2 separate regions of the Mus musculus genome follow, and region 2 is linked to region 1. The links are chromatin contacts, called in public promoter capture Hi-C maps. All regions are on one chromosome and are shown on one strand. Each heading gives the region's core, a stretch centred on a gene start, on an enhancer-like site or on the middle of the called end of the contact. The rest is flanking DNA. Distances are from core to core; before and after follow the strand shown. Region 1 holds the start of Hoxd3 (homeobox D3). Region 2 overlaps Agps (alkylglycerone phosphate synthase).

The links. Promoter capture Hi-C pulls out the DNA fragments that hold promoters and counts their contacts.
Region 2: a contact with region 1 is called in a promoter capture Hi-C map of frontonasal cranial neural crest, with 6 times the contacts expected there. The contact joins the enhancer-like site here to the promoter of Hoxd3 in region 1. A contact is called at or near these places in 8 of 39 promoter capture datasets (the C10 cell line, cranial neural crest, embryonic stem cells and 4 more), 3 of 484 Hi-C or Micro-C datasets (cerebral cortex, cortical neurons and palatal mesenchyme) and 1 of 115 datasets of contacts at active chromatin or transcription factors (embryonic stem cells).

Annotation. Positions count from the first base shown.
Region 1 is chr2:74,709,684-74,713,717 of GRCm38.p6, forward strand. Hoxd3 (homeobox D3) reads left to right here and starts at 2,310. Exons shown (of 3, transcript NM_010468.2): 1 at 2,310-2,633. Gm38462 (predicted gene, 38462) reads right to left here and starts at 2,375. Exons shown (of 2, transcript NR_164327.1): 1 at 2,287-2,375. It overlaps Hoxd3os1 (homeobox D3, opposite strand 1), which reads right to left. Exons shown (of 3, transcript NR_027899.1): 3 at 361-598.
Region 2 is chr2:75,867,242-75,871,674 of GRCm38.p6, forward strand. It overlaps Agps (alkylglycerone phosphate synthase), which reads left to right. Exons shown (of 20, transcript NM_172666.3): 10 at 1,064-1,172. Among named protein-coding and RNA genes, the nearest start is that of Gm34861, 37 kb to the left of the region's middle. Within about 2 kb of position 2,695, at least 24 of the 459 cell types and tissues checked have an H3K27ac peak or open chromatin away from gene starts, as enhancers often do. A contact at or near this core is called in embryonic stem cells, where this site is marked.

The DNA.
Region 1 (4,034 bases), core at 1,060-3,559:
CTTTTTTTTTTTTTTTTTTTTTTTTTTTTGCTGCACAAATTTACATAAACCTCCAGAGACCTTGTAAAACCAGGTGGCGCTTTTCTATCCTGAGACCTAGCAAAGTCTGTAATTCCACAAAAATCAAGGGCCCCTCAATGTGAACACTGGCTACAAGAGAAAAGCCTTCTGAGTGACAACACCGGAGCCACAGACAAAAAGAGGGTGTGGTGGTTCCTCCCTTTTAGAGAAAAGTCGGTTCTAGGATTCCATTTTCCGAGTCCTATTGCTTGCCTCTGCACAGCAGACAAACAGCACAACATGGCTGCCTCTCTCTGCAGTCTCTCCCCATCCCTCATTTCCCCCAGGCTGAAAGGGCATGGGATAAGCTCTGCTTTTATTTGGATAGAGGGCAGATGATACAGAGGCAAATTGAGATTAATTTTTAGAATGTTTTAGAATTGAACAATCTCTTTACCCACTTCTATGTGTATCGACCAGGGAATAAGCACCAGCTTGCCCATTTCCTTGTGTAATAACATATTGTTTAATTCACTGCATAAGAATTCACATCTAGTGTCTCCTCCATATCTTGGATGTTTGCTGAATCCTTGGGTGTCTAGAGGTGGAAAGGGAAAGAGAGAGGAAAAAAAAACCATTTTAATGGACCAGCAAAATTAGAGCCCACTGGCCTTTTCAAGAATTAAGAATTTTGCTGACAGATGGTGGCAGAAACCCTTTAATTAAAATTATCCAAGTTCATGAGAACTTTCTCTTAGGATACAAATGACCTGCACAAAGGGGCGCTATGCTTCAGTTCATCTCCACTAGTAACTTAGAGCTCCAACATCTAATGCGGATACTCAGAAACACCTTGCTAGACTGTTCTGAAAATGACTGAGCAGGATAGTGGTCCCTGTCAGGCAGGCTCTGGTCGCAGTGCTCCTGAGAGGAACCTGCAATACCATTGACTTTCAGGTGAGCTCCCCAGAGAGCTTCCCACTGACAATACAAAGGTGATACCACTCCAACCTTTGAGGAATTTTTTTTTTCCTAGATTGTTCTTTTCAAGAACAGATAAAACTCCTTCCCTTCCCAGAGCTGCATTGAGCGTTTTTCAATGGTCAAACATGGAGGCCAGGGGCTGAAATGATTGAAGAAAGAGCAGAGAGGACTAGTACTAACTTCCCCAATAAGCAAGAATTGATCGAGGACCTAAAGTGAGGGATGGGGGGGGGGGGGAATTTCCTTTCTGTGGCAATAGATTAAAAGCCCAATCGTGGGTGCTCAAAATGGTATTTCAGAGAGGTAGACAAGTATCCCAAACCATTCACAGCCTTTGGGATGAGTGGTTGCTCCCCCACCACAGAAACACGTAGGAGGCGGGAGGGACCCTAATTTAAGTTGGAGCCAAGTGGCAAATGAATGTGCTCTCTTGGCCTAAACAGCCCCGTTTTCTGGGTAAAGTATTGGGATGTGGCTTTCCTGAAATGAGCGGGTAAAAACTGAGAGTGCCTGCTTTCCTTCTGGACAAGTGTTTTTTTGTGAGGGAGAGGAAGAGAGTAGCCAAGTGACCAACGTTGGGGGGGGGGGCAGACTTGGGACTGGGGGAGGCGCTGTGGGATGACATCCCCGGAGCTTAAGCACTGCCTGGTCTCATTTCCCTCCCACATGGCGGCCAATTGCACAGACGTTTTGAGCCAAACAAAACCAAAAATGCCCAGTAATTCCTAGAAAAGGTGTGGTGCGTGCGCGCGTGCGTGTGTGTGTGTGTGTGTGTGTGTGTGTGTGTGTGTGTGTGTGTGAAAGAGGGGGGGGGAGGCACAGAGACAGACAGAGACAGAACGAGAGAGAACTGACACACAGAGAGGAGAGAGAGAGAGAGAGAGAGAGAGAGAGAGAGAGAGAGAGAGAGAGAAGAGAGGAAAGGGATTCCGAAGAGAAAGGAAAAGAAAAGAAGATAAAAAGAGGAGAGGTAGTAAGGAGAGAGAGAGAGAGAGAGAGAGAGAGAGAGAGAGAGAGAGAGAGAGAGGAGAGAGAGGAGAGAGAGAGAGAAAGAGAAGAGGAAAAACATGGCGCTCGCGAGCTGTATGTGCAAAATCCGCAAGGAATTGCAGTAAATTCCTTTTTGTTTGAAGAAAATTTACAACTTGGTAATAGACCTTTTTATGACCTATTTGCGGTCGTCATTGGCTGCGGCTGGTCATGTGCAGGCGCCGCTCGCCTTCACGGCCTTTTTCCTGATTTCCCAGGCGAATTTGCCCCCGCATTCTGCTTTCCCAGAGCCTCACCCCCTCTTTTTCTAACCTTTGTCTCTGCAGAGGTGGGCTCTAGTCGCCGGCTGCGGGATCGCGTGGTCCGCAGCGGCCTGGGCTCCCGCCGCGACTCCACCGCAGCTCGCCCCCGGTCGCGATTGCGGCCGCTTCCAGAGCCGGCGGGGAGCCCGGAAGGAGCCCCGGGCGCCGAGCCACCAGCCGCCTCTCACACTCCAGCAGGGAGCCGACCGCCTGCTTCAACCCTGGTCCCGAGCTTCCTACCCGATCCCTCCAGCAACATGAGCCCAAACCTGCCGAGGATGGTGAGCGCAGCCGGGCAGCGCCGGATGGATTCCAGCCACAGTCCGGGCCGACCGCCCGCAGTTCGGCACCCTCCGGGTAAGAGCCACCCTGCTGGCGCAGGAGCTGCCCGCTCCACCGCCTCGGGCAATGGGTGCCACTTCCCCAGCTCCCCGCGTTATTCAAGAACCTGGGGATCGCTCTCTGCATCCTCGTCCCTAAAGTATGTCCCTTGGGGCTCGAGGTAGGGTCCTGCTAGGCTCAAAAGTGCATTGGGGACTCCTTCGTGTCTCTCACCTCACCCCACCCCCTCAGAGATCCCTTGACTTGGAAACCCGCAGATCCCGAGCTCCCCTCCCCCAATCCGCCCTGTGAAGAAGAATGTGAAAATGGTTTCTGGACTCCTCAGCTTGGCTGGGGCTGGGGGGTGAGGGGTGGGGTCAGTAAAGGTTTCGTATGGTATAGAATACCGTGTTTCTGTGGTTTGATGGTGGTCAGAACTACCCTAGGTTAACAGGTGTTTTTCGAGGGTTGGGTCGTGGGTGGGGGTGGGGAGACTTCGGTGTATTCAGGATGTCTTTCATGGGTGAGGCCAATTTTTAGGATCTATATTTTATTGGGCCTTGTGTATAAAGACGCTTTAATTATTTAAAAACATTTCTCTAATTCTTAAGGGGAAAATGGTAATAATAACCCAAGCTAGGTTCTTCCTGCATCTGATAATGTGTCAGGTGAATTTGGACTATTTTATGTCACAAATGGATGTTTGCTATGGGAAGTAATATCAGAAAATCTGGTACAGGTTTTAGGATAAACCCAATAGATATTTGAGAAATGTGAGGCATTTCGGCGTTCAAACATCGCGTGTGTTTCTCATTTGTCAGAGTAATGAAAGAGTAGATCTTTTTGCTTTCCAAATGCGTTGTGTTTTTTTTTCCATTTTCCAATAAACACCATACTGCAATATTTCCCTTATTTCGAAACTACTGAACCAAACACACAGGAAAAAAAAAGAAAGAAAGAAAAAGAAAATCTTTGCAGAACATAATGTTGTTTCACTCCCCAAAATTTTGGATGGCATTTGACGATGCACTTTGAAACCCCTATTTCCTGTTCCTTCAGGAACACATAGGGAAACATTGAAACCTTAGACAATCTGCCGCATTGCGCATAAGACTGCACATGGCGGTGGGCCATAGTCCCCAACGTGCTTATCGACAAATCCTTATTGTTTGCCCAGATATTCCAGTATAACAGTGTTGGCTGTACAAATACTTGTGAACAATAGGTGATATGTTTGTAGAAAGGTGTTTTTAGTAATTAAGGATGGAATCACTCTCATTTCAAAATGGAGGACCAGTTGATGTCTGCAGAATTGTTCTGGGTCGGTAACTCAGAGGGCTCACTGTCTCTGGAGTGGGTTTTTGTTTCTTATTTTATTTTTATTCGGAGCGTCTGTATCTTGTAAGCAGTTCCCTATTACACATTGATGACGCTGAG
Region 2 (4,433 bases), core at 1,445-3,944, 1.2 Mb after region 1:
AATTTATATTAGAACTATTATTTGAGTAAAGGACATTAAAAGAAAATTTCACCAATCTGATGTATAGTAGGTTCTTCATGATTTTTTTGTTAATATTCAGTATTTCGATAATATTTATTTAACTTGATATTTTCCTGCATGATCTTGCTACTTAGCCTAGGCTGGCCTCAAACTTGCAATTTTCCTATTTCCATTTCATTTGCTGGGGTTACAGGCAGGCAATGCTGGTAGTTGATTGTACTTTAGAAGAACCTATGAGGCTGTTTAATTGAAGTAATATTCCTAACATTGTTCTTGGTTTGCTTTTCAAGCCTAAGTTCTCAGGGTTTTTATTAATACTTCCGTTGAGAGGAATATCAGATAAATTTCACGAGAGACAGTAGCTCTTACCAGTATCCAGTATTTTACATGAACTCTTTCAAAATGCTTCGTATTCTGTTTAAGAAATGAAAAACTACAGTTTTCTTTTTTGTATTAAATCTAAACCCAGTTGTAGAGAAAACTAATTTTGGGTTGTAGATTATTAAGAGCTTAATAAGTCAAACAAGTACTTGATAGACCACTGCAGTGTGTAGTTTACTTTTTTTTCCCTAAAGATTTTTTAAGGGACAATGATTGTGCATACAACTAACATGCTTACTGCATGAGTTATTATGTAGCATATTATGTTTTTAAATTTCTTTGTAACTTAAGTGTCCTTTGAAGCTCATAAGTTGCATAGCTTTTATGTAAGTGCTAAGAAGACTGGTATCTTAGTCTTTGTGGCTACAGTAGAACTCACAAAAAGTTTCTTTAATAGACGTATAGGCTTAAAAATACAATTAAGTCATGATACTAGTATCTAATTATTAGAAAAATGTTGAAAATTATTATATTTATCCTCAGTGTACAAATCACTAAAAGATGTGAGAATTCTGAAGGTCATCACAACTTATGGCTTAGCTCACTATTTAATAAGTAGTATTATTATAAAGGTATAATTTATTATAAATGAGTGTGTGTGCAAGTACAGACATAGATGTAACGGGTGTGTGGAATTTATATTGCGCATTGTATTAAACAGGTGGTTCATATGAAAATGGTAACACCTAGAGGTGTAATAGAGAAAAGCTCCCAAGGACCTCGTATGTCAACGGGCCCTGATATCCATCACTTCATTATGGGATCTGAAGGTTGGTGTATTTGTAAAGTTGTTAGGAAAATATGAAGTTAATGACTTCATTTTGTGAAAGTCTGTGATATCACACAGTCTGTGATATCTTTGAAAGAATGGTATGCTTTATATATGTAAAGAGTAATGAGTTTTTATGACTTACTATGTTTTAATTCATAAAGATTTTAATTCATAAGGGTTTTCTGAGAATGACTTACTCAGTTTTCTTCTACACTTTAGTCTTATATATTTCTAATGACAGTGTGATTTTTTTTGTTTGTTTTTATTTTCAAAATTTTTAGTGAATCTTAAAAACAGTGGTTAAATATTTTAACTTTGTATATTACAGTTAAATTCTATCAGGCTGACAAAGCATTTTCTTTCTCTCTTGTTTTCCTATAATTATGTGTTTTATTACTTAGTGTTGGATGATTTTAGAAACTGCTTTAAATTCCATTATTCGTGTATCTTTTAAACTTTTGTTTGTCATTTAAATTTTTATTTTGTAAGTAATATGCATTGTTTGCTTGCTAATATTGGATAGGCTAGAATGCCATTCTTCAGATCTTCCAAATGTGTAATTCCTTCTGTTTTGCAAGCTGTCGAGTAAACACAGAAGGGAATGGTATGAGTAAACTTGGGCCTGTTTTTCAGATTGTGGAATAGGAACATCCCTTAAATTTAGAGAAATATGATAAATTTAAACAAAGTGTTTCTAACTTAGCTAAAGAACTCATTGCTTACTTCAAAAGATGGTTTGAGTTGAACAGATAGAGTTTGGAAACATTTAGTGTTATATTCAGAAATGAAAGAACACTTATAATAACTGTTGTTCCTACTCTGCTTGGGGTGGTGGGTAGGAAGTTGGAGGGCAGTGAGGAGACTTCTGCAGTGAGCAAGATGAAAAACCAACTGACTTCTCATTGAGCAGCTCATTTAAGTGGGGGGTGGGGGGACAAAGGCCATTTAAATCCTTTGGGGAGTGGGTAGAGGCTTTGGGGTGAATGTATATCTTTGGGTGGGGCCAAGGTGGTGGGAATGCCTGGGAATGACTTATTTGAAGAATCCCAGGTGCTTGCTGGAGTTAGGGTTTTTCTGCTGTGAACAGACACCATAACCAGTCAGCTCTTATAAGGACAACATTTAATTGGGGCTGGCTTACAGGTTCAGAGGTTCAGTCCATTATCATCAAGGCAGGAACATGGCAGCAGTCAGGCAGGCATGTTCTACTCCTTCATCTGAAGGCTGCTAGCACAATACTGGCTCTTAGTCAGCTAGGACAAGGGTATTAAAGCCTACACCCAAGAGGCTACACCTACTCTAACAAGGCCACACCTCCCAACAGTGCCCCTCCCTGGGCCAAGCATGTACAAGCCATCACACTGGAATGTGACCTTATGAGGAGAAAAGAAGTTTAACCTGTAACCAGGCCACCAGGCTACTTGATTACCTCAAGGTTGGCAGATGTAGGGCTTGTAAGGCTATGTGAGCAGGGACATGGAGGCCCAGAACAAGGCGGAAATGGTCCAACTTCTGGCAGGCTCAAGATGAGATTTTAGACAAGCCTTGACCGCACTCTTGTTCCAGGCAGCCCCACCCCCACCCACTTTGCAGTGCTTTTCAGCCTCACAAATAATTAAGGCATTCATGCATTGGTGTTTGGTTTAGGACCTGGGACTGGGGACTGAGGTGCATATTTTACATATCAAAGCAGACCTGTCTTCCAGGTTCTCCCAGCATCCCTTAGTTCCTGCTCCCAACCTTGAAAATTTCAGCTGAGAGGTTCTTCTCTATATAATCCAGATATTTTGGTCTCTTTCTTACTCTCTCCCCTCTCTCTTCTTTGCACATACCCCCTTTCTCTCTTTCTTCCCCTTCCCCTTCTTCCTTGGCTTTCATCTTTAGGGCCAGTGCCTTTAATATATTCTAACTCAGCTTGAATTGGTTCATTTCATTGGTAAAGAAGTAACCTATCAATCAGTTCTGATCTTTGACAGTAACAACAAAGAAAGAACAAACAACAATGTCTGCTAATGACATGGTAGAGATCATATCAAGTATTTGATGATAGATTAGCTATTTGTGATGGTGGTGGTGGTAGCTGTGGGGGTTGGTTTATGTGTACAGGTAGGTAGGTGTGTCTGGGTGTGTAGGTGATAGGTTGTGGGTAGGTGGGTGCGTGAGTACCTTTGCTTTGTGTGTATGCTTGAGGGTGAACACATGTGTGCACACAGTCTCCTTGCTTCATCAGTATTGCTCTTCTTGATTCATACCATTTTCTTCTTTGTAGTTCTTCTTTTTTTTTTTTTTTTTTTTTTTTTGAGACAGGGTCTTTATTATGTAGTTCTGATTGTCTTAGAACTTGTATGAAGACCAGTCTGGCCTCAAGCTCAGATCTGCGTGACTCTGTCTCCTGCGTGCTAGGATTAAAGGCGTGCACTACCATGCCTGACTTGCTTCTTAGCCCTTTTCACAATTCCTTATAGGTATGTGGTCCTCTCTAGGACCTGTATAGGATTATGATTTTATATAATATTTTGGCACTATTGTTGTATGAAGGTCTTTTGTATGTATTTTCTTTGTCCCTTAAATTGCTGTACTTTATTTTTTTTAATCTTCCTGTGCTCCTGTTTTTTTGGTTTTTGTTTATTTATTTGTCTGCTTGTTTTTAGAGGGTCTTACCCTTCAGCCTAGGCTGGCTTGGCATTTACTGTGTGGCTCTGAATGGTCTTAAATTTATAATCCTCTTGACTCAGTTTTCCAGATGCTGGGATTTCAGGTGTTAGCCATTGACCCCTCTGCCCTCAGCTCTGTTGTGTGGTCAACTGCTTAAGCATCCCTTCAGTCCTTCTCACACTTGCAGTCCTTTAGTGTTGAGAACTACAGTAGGTCGAAGGGAAGCTTTTCTTTTTATCTTTGCTTAGAGGTAATTTAAAGTTTATAGGGCATTTTGTTTTATTTATTTAATCTTTTTTTTTTCCTAAAATTGAAGTCATAGGCCTTGTACAGGGAGGACAGGGAGAGGACAGATTCAGAATCAGGTGACACCATTCTTTTTGTGCCCCTTTATTTTTAATTTTATGTGTATGTGTCTTTGCATATGTTTCTGTGCACCATGTATATGCGATGCCTGTGGAGGCCAGAAGAAAGTATTGGGTGCCCTGGAATTGTGAGTGTTGGGAATTAAACCTAGGACCTCTGAATGATCAGCCAGTGCTCTTAACCAGTGACCCCTCCCTCGATCCCCATTAACTCTTTTTGACACTTTCTCTTAATAATG